Regions from separate parts of the Drosophila melanogaster genome. Here all the other regions are linked to region 4. The links are chromatin contacts, called in public Hi-C and HiChIP or PLAC-seq maps. All regions are on one chromosome and are shown on one strand. Each heading gives the region's core, a stretch centred on a gene start, on an enhancer-like site or on the middle of the called end of the contact. The rest is flanking DNA. Distances are from core to core; before and after follow the strand shown.

What was found. A called contact is a pair of places that touch in the nucleus more often than the background predicts. HiChIP or PLAC-seq counts read pairs in DNA pulled down with a chosen protein or histone mark.
Region 1: a CP190 HiChIP or PLAC-seq map of the Kc167 cell line shows a contact between it and region 4, with 6 times the contacts expected there. The contact joins the enhancer-like site here to the promoter of lncRNA:CR44997 in region 4. A contact is called at or near these places in 7 of 107 Hi-C or Micro-C datasets (the OSC cell line, the S2 cell line, embryo and 1 more) and 1 of 6 datasets of contacts at active chromatin or transcription factors (the Kc167 cell line).
Region 2: a Hi-C map of the Kc167 cell line shows a contact between it and region 4, with 5 times the contacts expected there. The contact joins the promoter of fog here to the promoter of lncRNA:CR44997 in region 4. A contact is called at or near these places in 2 of 107 Hi-C or Micro-C datasets (the Kc167 cell line and eye imaginal disc) and 1 of 6 datasets of contacts at active chromatin or transcription factors (the Kc167 cell line).
Region 3: a Hi-C map of the Kc167 cell line shows a contact between it and region 4, with 3 times the contacts expected there. The contact joins the promoter of lncRNA:CR45464 here to the promoter of lncRNA:CR44997 in region 4. A contact is called at or near these places in 18 of 107 Hi-C or Micro-C datasets (the Kc167 cell line, the OSC cell line, the S2 cell line and 8 more) and 1 of 6 datasets of contacts at active chromatin or transcription factors (the Kc167 cell line).

What each region holds. Positions count from the first base shown.
Region 1 is chrX:22,823,423-22,826,255 of dm6, forward strand. It overlaps fog (folded gastrulation), which reads right to left. Exons shown (of 3, transcript NM_001272855.2): 3 at 895-2,833. Among named protein-coding and RNA genes, the nearest start is that of CG42346, 7.6 kb to the right of the region's middle. Within about 2 kb of position 1,424, at least 28 of the 39 cell types and tissues checked have an H3K27ac peak or open chromatin away from gene starts, as enhancers often do. A contact at or near this core is called in the Kc167 cell line, the S2 cell line, embryo and 1 more, where this site is marked.
Region 2 is chrX:22,853,644-22,856,555 of dm6, forward strand. It overlaps fog (folded gastrulation), which reads right to left and starts at 1,551. Exons shown (of 3, transcript NM_001272855.2): 1 at 1,400-1,551. The region is part of intron 1 of CG42346; the gene reads left to right.
Region 3 is chrX:22,806,101-22,808,985 of dm6, forward strand. lncRNA:CR45464 (long non-coding RNA:CR45464) reads right to left here and starts at 1,299. Exons shown (of 1, transcript NR_123991.1): 1 at 401-1,299.
Region 4 is chrX:22,656,004-22,658,703 of dm6, forward strand. lncRNA:CR44997 (long non-coding RNA:CR44997) reads left to right here and starts at 1,321. Exons shown (of 4, transcript NR_123990.1): 1 at 1,321-1,656.

The sequences.
Region 1 (2,833 bases), core at 174-2,673, 170 kb after region 4:
TTATTTTTTCCTTTTTCGATTTAAGAAACTAATTTAAGCAAAAAAATAATAATTTATGGAACAAGAATATAGAGAAGAGAAATGAACTAAAAACACTGAATTTTGGAAAATTTAAATAAATAATTTTTTCCTCCTCTAAAAAATATATTTAGCAACAAGTGCTCTTCGCGCCTATCTAAGTATAATTTTCTTGAATAACTTTTATAAAAATTTGTTCAAATTTACAAAAAAAAAACCCATTTCCTTATATTTACTTAACTTACTTTAGTTTGTATTTATTTAGGTACTTCTTTAATTTATTATGTACTTATTGTTATCAGTTATAAATATTGTCATTAATTACGAGTCAGCACTAAAAACTTAAATACTGAACTCGTCTGATGTTTCTCTGGACATAGGGCACCAAAGGCTCCTTAAGACCCATGCTCTTAAGGAAAGTAGTCATAGGTAGATTACACCGGTGTTTCGCTTCCGAATATATGTATTAATTGGCTTCCTCCGATTTTGTATACTAGCTCCTCTCTTCTTTTGTTGCAAGCACGGTCAATTCCTGATCTTATTCATTAATGTCTGTAGCGAAAAGGTATCTGTACAAGAGAGACCACCACACCCAACGCCATGAGCTAGAGCCGGACCAAAGACACAAGTTATTTTAACGTCTTTGGGCGGACTCTAAAGTGTGCACTCGCAAGTACAGGTTTCCTTGCCTTCCATCAATTTATTTCGTTACGCGTTACAAAACAAGTATTAAATTTTAATTTAATTTTTTTTTTTAATTTTTTCTCTTTATTTTAAACTACATCTGTAAGCGGGATACTATGATTATCGATAGGTTACAACTTAAAATATTGTAAGCATTAAGTAAAAAGAAAAAACATTTTCTATTTTTCCCATATCATTACCCATTGGCTCAGTTTGCATACGCAGGATTGTTGAAGACACACACGCAGACGCCTTTAAGACCATTTAAACATTCCCCATTCCCTTTTCCCAATTGTATGAATAGCATTTTACGAATATTTATTATTTATTATCCAATTATCACAAAAAATCGGGGGTTTCTATTAAAAATTTAAGTGGTCTGTTTTCTCTTGTGCCCAAATGTCGTTGTACAATTGTCTATACAAAATCCGTACGAAATAGATAAGACAGAGCTGTCGTTGGAATAGATCATTACACACCTATAAATTCCTTAAAAGCAATAAAAGCAACTACACTAATAATATTGAAATACATAAATAAGCACTTGATCTAATTACATCGACGTAGACCCTATATATCTATAATCCTATATCCTTGTTGCAAGGATTTTTTGGTGCATCTTTTTGTAGAAATCAACGTAATTTCTTCCATGAAACACAGTGCTAACAACATGTCGAAATTAATTGTTTCGCTAGACTAACACTCGCAGCCTTAAGGTATGCAACGGAAAACGAGATCCAAGGCATTCTGCCGGTCGCCTACAGATGGCGCGTGTGTGCTTGGTGCGGGTGCTAGTACATTTGGGATTTAAATTTAAAGTTGGAGGATCCGACTGAAGCCAGGTGGTGCGGTGCCAAATACAAGATGCGTATTTCCCAGGCGCCACTGCCACTGCCTTCCCCGTGTTCCGTCCCCTCCACCTGCATCTGTCACCACAGCTCAGCTACTGCAATCAGCGACTAATGCAGCTCGTTAGGCAAACACACAGATGCAGGCGCACAAGATTTTATTCGCCATGTTAACATGCCTTCTGCATATGTTCACTGAGGACATTTTTCGACAAGGAGCAACCAAAGAAATGGGAAATCAGGCGGGGGAAATCGCGGAGTTTCGCTGCTGCGGGCAAATTCTATATTTTCCTAATGCATTTCTTTTGGAAACGGACGGCAGCCTCCCGCACCTACGACGAATATTTTGACAGATATTTTGACATATTATGTTAGTCATTTCTCCGCCAGTGTGTGTGTGCACGGGCACAGGCCCGTGTGTGGGCTTCCTGTAGCTGATTTTGTTTCCGCCCTCCTTCGACCGCTTTTTTCTCCCGCAACTGACGATTCGTCAGTGGCTGGAACCCGTCGTTTAGCGCCTTATTTGCCTCTAGCTTCACAGAGAAGAACGACTAAAACGGTGGATAAATTCAGTTGTTGGTACATTTATTTCGCAGATCTTCTCTGGCTGGTATAAGCGTTTTAATAAACAAAAGCAACCCGTGTTTGAAAAGACATTGGAAAACAGCTAAATTTTGTTGTGGTAGCCTAATAGTCTAGAGCGTGATTTCTGATTTCTGATCAGAATTGCAACTCACTCCAGGGAATATATCCCGGTACTCTTTTGCTTAGTGTATCGCCAAAGCTGGGGTGCAACGAAATTCTCTTTGGCATCTCCTTTGGCCAGTTGACACACAAAGCCCATTACGCAGTTGAAAGTCCTCCTATCGACCTGCACTTGAATATTTGGTTTATTTTGCGTCTGCCTTTTTGTCGTTTTGGCCAATTCGCTGCGGAACGAGTTAAGCGTCCGACTTTCGGACAAACTGTTAAGGTGAACAATAAAGGAATCTTCATAAAGTCCAAGCCGAGTGGCGGTTTGCAGTACGGTTGAATGAGTTTCGCCCGGGGCTCTCTTTCGAAGTTGTGGCTAATCCAGCACCGAATTCTTAGTGGGATACTTACCGCAGACTTTTGGCCAGCTATCAAATTAAGAGGAAGGCCCCAGCCGCACAATCGCCATTGTGCCAATGAAAATATACGATTTTTTGCATTTTTGCATTTGTTTTTCTTCTGAACTTTGGTTGCTGGTTGAATTTCAATTGACAAAAACATGCTGGTTGCCTGATTCGTTTCGTTCGATT
Region 2 (2,912 bases), core at 301-2,800, 200 kb after region 4:
ATCTGTTATCCAAATTTTCTGGGCTGTATACATTTCGCTGGCTTCCTTTCAATTTAATTTGCATTAAGAAACAAGTTTCGCAGCGCAAAGTAATAATGGGTTATTCGATGGGCATTATAAAACACACATAAACGTTAAATAAAAATACATACAATCCACTTACTTTTGCTGTTTTATATCCCAAAACAAAGATGCCGAAGAAGGTGCGCTGCTTTTGCTTTTAGTTGCTTCTTCTTTGTCTTTTCCCCACTTTTGTTTTTCTTTGATTGTGGGTTAATATCAAGTTGTTGTAAAAATAAATTAGCATACAAATAAATAATAAACACCACAAATTGGCTCGTTTTGAATTTCGATTTGATGGCGGTTGAGCTTAATTTTTTGTTTGGTTTATTAAGAATTTTATATGTATGTGTTGATTGGCTTGCTGGTAAGAGCCAGTTCAAACTTGTAAGATACTAAATTTTTTTCAGTTGCTTAAAGTTTTCCCGTCGCTGGCTGCCTTTCATTTTTCGCTGCAGTTGTTAGGCTCATTAGGACAACACGGTTTTGTATTCGATTTTGTTGATTTATCTATTTTATTTCTCCAACTGTATCACATGTATTATCATATAATTCACAAAGACTTTTGCGCACACGAAAAAAAAACACACTACAACAAATCGACTTCAAAAGGTATCAATGGTAACATCCTGTTTGGGAAAAACGAAAGAGAATTATTTTGTATGCAACATTGAGTGCAATTCAAAAATAATGCCTACATGTGCACCGAAAATAGCTTAAGATTGTGAAATATTGTAGATATTTAATATATATCATTGTGAAATAACGTTAACTAAATATTTATAACTCAAAGCTAAGCTTCAAATTATGGTTGGTACTAGTATTTTAAAGTTGATCTCGGGTTTTTCAGTAGGCGAATCTATATGTACGGCGCACATATATTTTTAAGATTATAAATTATCGGACGCCTGTTGCTGTAAAGACAACAACAAGTACAACGACAACTGTTTCACAATGTAGTATAAACACAAAAGCGTAGTATATTTATACATGCCTCGTAGTATGTATTTTATTTTATTCTACTTTATTTTCACTTCGTTCGTTCTCTCTTTCCTGTTTCCTTTTACAGATAAGCATTCGAATGTTTTTTTGTTTTGTTTTAGTTTAGGTTCTTGTTCAAATTCAAATTAAAATCGGGTCAAATTTAGATAAAATAAAAGCACACGAAGAAACGTTTTTAAGGGACACAATCAGAAGATATTTATGTATATTACAAATTTATATTCCCATGTTACTATTTGCTTTTAAGTTATATGCGCCACGTTTTGACCGATTGCACATGTCTCTTAAATATCGAATTTATGTTACAAATTCAATCGAAATGATAGTGTTACTTTACTTTTTTCATTTGCTACTATTGTTGGTGATTTTTATCCGCTTTCTTCCCCCCTCATTTCTTTTAAGTTTTTTTTTTTGAAGAGACTGTAGCGGGCGGACAAGAGAACACGCACCGTTACCGATCACGTTCACAGTTGTTTTTTGAATGAGAAGCGGCTTCGAAACGTGTCGTCGCAGGCGTCGACGTCGGCGCCGCAGTCGCTGCGACAGACAGAGAGTGGTCAGATATAAATATACATGTACTGTATATATGTATATGTACGCGCGTTCGACAATGATCTTAGCCGAGAGAAAAGAGCCGATGCGCGGCATTAGGGAACTCTTTTCAAAGAGCGCGCTGAAGCCGCGCTCAGTTTTCATTGCTCTTAAGTTGCAACTGCACAAAGAAATCATTTTGCTGTTTTGATCGTGCATTGTTTTGAGTATGTATGTCATTAATTTAAAACAAGAGAGAACGCTATAGTCGAGTTCCCCGACTATCAGATACCCGTTATTCAGCAAGTCCAAGTGGGACGAGACTTTTCAACATTTTTCACGAACATTAGTAGAAATTGGTGGGAAAAAATTAATTTTAATTCTCTAAGGTCTGGGCAGGATATATTGGGCGGTTTAAGATAGCATATCTTCGGCATATCTATAAATTGGAAAAACAACTGGTTTAATACAAAAAAATTAAATCATTTCTCAAAAGTGTGGGAGTGTCAGTTTTGGTGCATTAGAGTGGGAATTTTTATCATATCGATAAAAATTAACAAGAGTCATAGAAATATGGAAAACTATCAAAACATTATGCAAAGGTGTGAGCGTGGCAGTTTTGGGAGGTTTGTGGGCGTGGCATCATGGGGAACAAACTTTCGCTGCGTCTAATGTCTCTAGAATCTAGCTTTTATATTTTCTGATATCTCGACGTTCATACGGACGGACAGACAGACGGACATGACCAGTTCGACTGGTCCTGATTGATCCTGATCACGATACATATATACACATGTACATATACAAGTACATGTACATATACATATACATATATGGTTGAAAACGCTTCCTTCTCCCTGTTACATTCTTTTTAACGAATCTAGTATACCCTTTTACTCTTCTCGACAATTCTCTTTTCTTTTTTGTTTTTCCCATACATGATTAACATTTTCTTCTGTTATGTTCTCTTGTTCTCAATTAGGGAGATGCTCTCTTTTGGCCGCCTGCAAAGGATGATTAATGATGTTCTCTGCTTTTAATTTTTTCTGAATGCTGCTAGTTGTTCAATTTAAAAAGGCAGTACGGCTCTTCCTGGTAATTTTCCGTTGGCTGTTTGTTTCTATTTACATATGTACTATGTATGTATGTATGTACCTTATTAAATAAAATTTTTATTTTCAATTTTGTCCGAGTTCGGTAGACCCCTACAGACACTACTAACATTCGGAAATATGTAAGGCTAACTGGAGTGGCCGGCTTAATAAAAATATCTCGGAAAAGCTGGAAAGTCGGAGATGGATTTCCTCGAAACCTAATTG
Region 3 (2,885 bases), core at 49-2,548, 150 kb after region 4:
AAAGCATGAAATTTAATAGCCAGCTTCCGAAATCAATCACCGTAGTTGCGTCAAACTAACATAGTTTTATCAAATATTTTATGATTTGGTTCCCATGTCGAATGTTTATTGCCATGCTCACAGTGTATTGAAGGCAAATTTTGTATATAGAACCCGGCGACTTTCTCAAATTGTTTAAATGAAGGCAAAAATTATTTGTGTATTTATGTGCAAAAGAAACAAGAGAGAATCAGATATCAGATACCCGTTACTCAGCTAGTGTGAATGCGAAGGCGAAATTTCATCATTTTTCTAGGATATCAACACATATTGGGGAATAAAATAAGAAATAATTTAAAAATGGTTCCAAGGTGTCGGCGTTACCGGTTCGGCGGCTTTGGGGCGCTAGAGTGGGCGTGGCAATATGTGTCAACAAACTTGCCCTACGTCCTCAAATTTGGACGAAAATACGGATAGACGCACAGACGGACATGGCTAGATCGACTCGACTATTGATCCTCATCAAGAATTCATATACAATACTTTATATAGTCGGAAACGCATCATTCAGCCCGTTACTTACTTTTCATAGAATTTAGTATACTCTTTTACTCTACAAGTAACTGGTATAAAAAGATGTATATAAAAGCCAGTTTATTAAGCTGTAAATTCAGGATCCCATTGAGAGAGGCAGTTGCTCATAAAGTGAGCTTTTGCTTCTTACATTAACTTGGTCAGCAGGAAGCTCCACAACACCTGATTGCCAAATCAAAAACGAAGTAATATTGATGTTTTGTTGCTGTTACCATGGCAAGGTATCTGTATTTGGCCGCACAAAGGACGCCGGACAATGGACACAGGACGAAGAATCCAGACATCAATTGACCGTGGCCGTGGCGATGGCTTCTTGTGGCTGCCACTGCGGCTGCTGCAGTTTTAAGAGTCCATAAATAGGGTCTAAGCATGTGCTCAGTAATCCGGCAGCAGTGTCCGAAGTATACGAAAAAAGTGAAAATAAAACCAGAACACAGCAGCACAACAATCCAGTCCACTCCACTGGCAGCCACTCTACTTGACTGTACGTACTCCAGTCCTTTCCACCTTCCCACTGGCCCTCTGCACTGGATTTCTTCTGGCTTGGAGTGGCCAAAGGTGCAACTCTTTAAGGCACTAACACTGTCCCAGGGCAAGCAAAATAAAAACACTCAGAAAAATCCCCAGCTCCATGAGACATACCATGCACAATCGGAATAGAATACTCGTAGTTATACACATGTGATTGTAGCCAGCTTAAAGTCGGGTAATAATCACTTTCCTTAAGTTTTTTTTACGGTGTCAGATATCCCTGTCTTTTGATTCCGGTGGGGCAGTGCAGTGCACAACAGGATCAAAGACACGCCCAGCTCCTGCAACATCAGATATTAAATGTTTTGCCTTGCCCAACGCCGAGAGACCGTCAGCTGCGCCCGCAAATTCCCACCGCTGTGCAGCATATTTTCCTTTTTTTTCTGGCCTGTTAAACTTCTGCCTGTCTTTTGGCTTCTACACCTTTTGTTGGGGGCGACAAAAGCACCAGCTCGTCGGGAGTGATAAATAATTATAAATAATTATGCTTAATAATTAGTTGGACACAAAAGCACAAATCGCACAAATCATAAAAGCTGAGTAAGAAAGAAAGTGAGCAAAATTATAGAATAATCAAATCACAGTTACAGTCACTTAATGCTTGCCGAACTGCATAACATATCTTTCACAATGGATATATATTTTTGAAGTCGAGATTGAAGTGTTTTTTATTTATGCCGTTTATATTTTTAGTGTACAAGTACATATGTACATATGCATGTATTTCATGTAGTCAGGATTCTTTGATATTTATGTTAAATAGTCACGGCCCGCTTCTGTGGCTTCGATCTCCGACACACGAGTACGAAAAGAATGAAGTGGAATTTTTTTAAGTGCATATTGGTGTGTTTTTCCCCGCCCGCCTTTCGATGGCCGGACAAATGCGACCTCGTTAGAGGCTGGCTGGTGAAAATGAATTAATCGAGGGCTGCAGAAACGTGTGGGTGTAGGCATGGGAAATGGATTCGCAAAGCGGACCGGAAAAGGGCGCTAATTGCGTGGACATGCCAAATGTCGCCCCTGTCCTGGACAAACAGGACAATTGCCAAACTGGACAGGACAGGAAGCGAGTGCCGAGAAGCGACGGAAAAGGATCAAGGATTGGTGAAATGGCACACAACAGGTACAAAAATTACAAATAAACATTAGAGAAAATACAACAACGGCAGAGCGTTGTTCAAAGGTCAATATCACGTGGCTCGAATCCTTTTTTCGCACTTGTCCCGAGTCCGTTGTATCCTCGCCAATGGATGCATAATAGAGAAGAGGAAGGGAAACCAAACGAGTCGGCCGCAATGAAAGCGCAACACGTAATTGTTGTTCGCATCTAATGGGTGTTCGACTGAGATGGGCGCATCTGAAAAGAACATATGGCCAGGATAATAACACTTGAAAGGCATACAAAATGAAATGAACGATAAAACAATCATGAGAATGAAATGCTCGAGTTCGAAGGCAACCACGTATAAGATGATGCCAACGAAAATCGCATTATATAACTATATAATTAACTTAACCAAGTAAAAAGATGTACATAAGCTCTGATCCTAAACTAATACCGTAAATAATAAAAGTAAGGAAAATTAAAAAGAGGGAGAAACAAATTTTTCCATAAAAATAAGCTTTTTATGGCGAGGATGATCTTTAACCATTCTATGCTGTATTTCAAAACGTATTAGAATCGACAATATAAAGTCAAATTTAACGAACTAATGAAGTTCCTGAAACTTTTGCTGCCCGATGAGGCGGCTTAAATACTTGCTAAGTGAGTATAGGCAAAA
Region 4 (2,700 bases), core at 71-2,570:
TTTCAAATTTTGCCACTCCCATTCTGACGCCCACAAACCGCCCAAAACTGCCACGCCCACACTATTGAACAATATTTTAATTTTTTCAAATATTATTCCGCGGGGTATTTGATAGTCAGAGAACTCGACTGTATCAAGCTCTCTTGGTTTTATCTTATGATTTCTTATAAGTTAGCCAACAGACAGTTTAAATAAAGGTGCAATAGGATTGTTATTTAACTTTATTGGAAGTTTAGTAAAATTATTTTGATTTGAAATAATAAATCATGGTCTTAAACTCTGCCATTACATATTGTTTCATTACTTGAACATAAGACATTTGAACATTTACTAACATAAAATTTGTAAATAACATACCAAATATTTATCAGATTGATACTTATGACTGCAATGGTGTATAAAAATGTTCTATTTTTCAACACACTATGTGTTATAAGTTTTGTCTACAACGAGAAAATAAATAATTGAAAATGCCAATGCTAGATATTTCCTGCCTTCATAAGCTTTTCTGAGTTCATTTATTTATATTGGCACCGCTTGCCGCCTCTTGCATTAACAATTTTGACACATTGAAGATCTCCCCGGATGGACCCACTGTGTCATCTGTTAGCAATAAATGCAAGCCGCAAGCTGAAAACAAACGGAAAAGTCTACTGAAATAAATTAATCGGTATTATTTGGTCCAGCAACTTTCACGCTTTTTGTCCCACTGTAAGTAAGCCCACTGTAATGGCTCATTCATTATTTATTGATCTTGTTTTGAAGTTATGCAGATTTCTGAAAAGTTAGTTAGTTACTCCCATATCTTGGGACCAAACAGCTATTGCCCAACCTTGAATTAGCATAAAGGAACTGATTTTAAAATGGAAAATAATTAACGTTCGCCAGAAATTTGCCTCATTAATCGGGATTTCTGATTATTCGCAGTGCAGCCGCAGCGTGAAAATAAATTGAACATCGAGACGATGCCATGCGAAGCGTCACTGACCTAACGCACACGTGAGCCAGCGGCGGCATCGGCGGCGTTAACAAAAATAGCACGACGTGGAAATGGGAAAGCGGCTGCCCCCGCTGCGGGAATTTTCCTAGCGGTGGCGGTAGTGTCAGTACAAGAACGAGGGGCACCCTTGACAACGACAACACCGCGTCGTCGAATGCCGTTGATATGTTGCGGCAACAAGCCGCTTCGTGGATGCTGCTGAGATGCTCGGCTGCAGTTCGTGGCCGCTCGTGCCGCCTCGCCTCGGGAAAGTCGGGAAAAAGCCGAGCGACGGGATGCAGTTGCCGGCAGCTGACGGCCAACGCCGAATTTCAGTCTTTGCGCGTTTTCCAACTGCTCCGGTCCAGCGGACAGGCGACGCTCGAATTTCGCACGTCAGACATTGTAGAGCTTTGGCGAGTGCTAAGAAGTGTATGTATGAGGAGCTATCGTTCACCAAACTCCACTCGAAAATCAAAAGTGAAATTATTCGAAAAATATATCATAAAAGTATCAGTTTCTGTGACGTCCCGCGAGTGTTGAATTATTTTTTGAGTGCTTTGTGCGGGTGTAGCGCACTGTTTTGGCTATATTTTGTTGGAGTTCAATGTGTGAGTGCAAATTCGGAAACAGAAAGTGCAGCCCTCAAAATACAACACACGTACCAGTTTTCTCGGGTGAGTCCCAATATATAAGATATACACCGTAACCCCAGAAGCGGAACCGCAGTAACCACAGCTCGAGGTTTTCGGGGAATTTTGTGAAAAAGAGGGCCAACTTTTTGCTGATGCACAGTTGTTATGACAGCGGCAAATTGATTGATTGACGACGAGCGGAGTGGGCGGGAAATGATGAAACAAATGCCCGAAAAGGGCGATTTTTTTAAATCACATATTTTCAATAGTCAGCACGTAAGAGAATCATTGATAAATAAATGCACTGAACTTCGCAACCTTCAATACGTTCAGCGAGCTGTACTTTCAAATTAATGAATCCTATTAAGTAATTGCCAGATTTGCGGGGTACAGCTTCCATAGCGCCAACACATGTGCCACTTTAACCCGTTGACTTTTTAAAGTCTAAAGAACTTAAACAATAATTTCCTAATCCTCCAAACTAAGTGCTCTTCTCTACACATGTATTGTCTCCCTCTATAAACCGAACCACCTAAAAGGCTACTAAATTATTTAAAATAAACAGAATTTTCCATTTAATAAAATGCGTACAATCAATTTATAATTAAAATATTTTTTTATAGTTCACAATAACAAACTTTACCCATTAAATTGAATTCGGACATTAAAGGCTTTAACAAAAACCGCAGCAAATATGTACATTTTTTGGGCTTAGTGTTGCAGTTTGCTGTGCCTAACTGATATTTCAAGAAAAATCTGTTTGTGTATGGAAAATATGTGATACCTTTTTTTCTCTTTCTTGTAAATAGAATGTATTTAATCATGAATTAATAACAGCGTTATTATACGTTGCATTTCATATATATTGCTAGTATTTATTTATTTGTGTAATCTTTGAGGGGATATTGTAGCTTTATTCGGCCAATAATTTATAAAACTGCATCGACTTAACAAAAATTTTGTATGCATATGATTGCAAGTGAATTATCGTAGTGCCCTTCATGCCATTTTTGGTGTAACTTTTTATAAAGCTTATACTGGACTTGGCATTTAAGGACATACAGTATATAACTTTGCAGTCTTTTT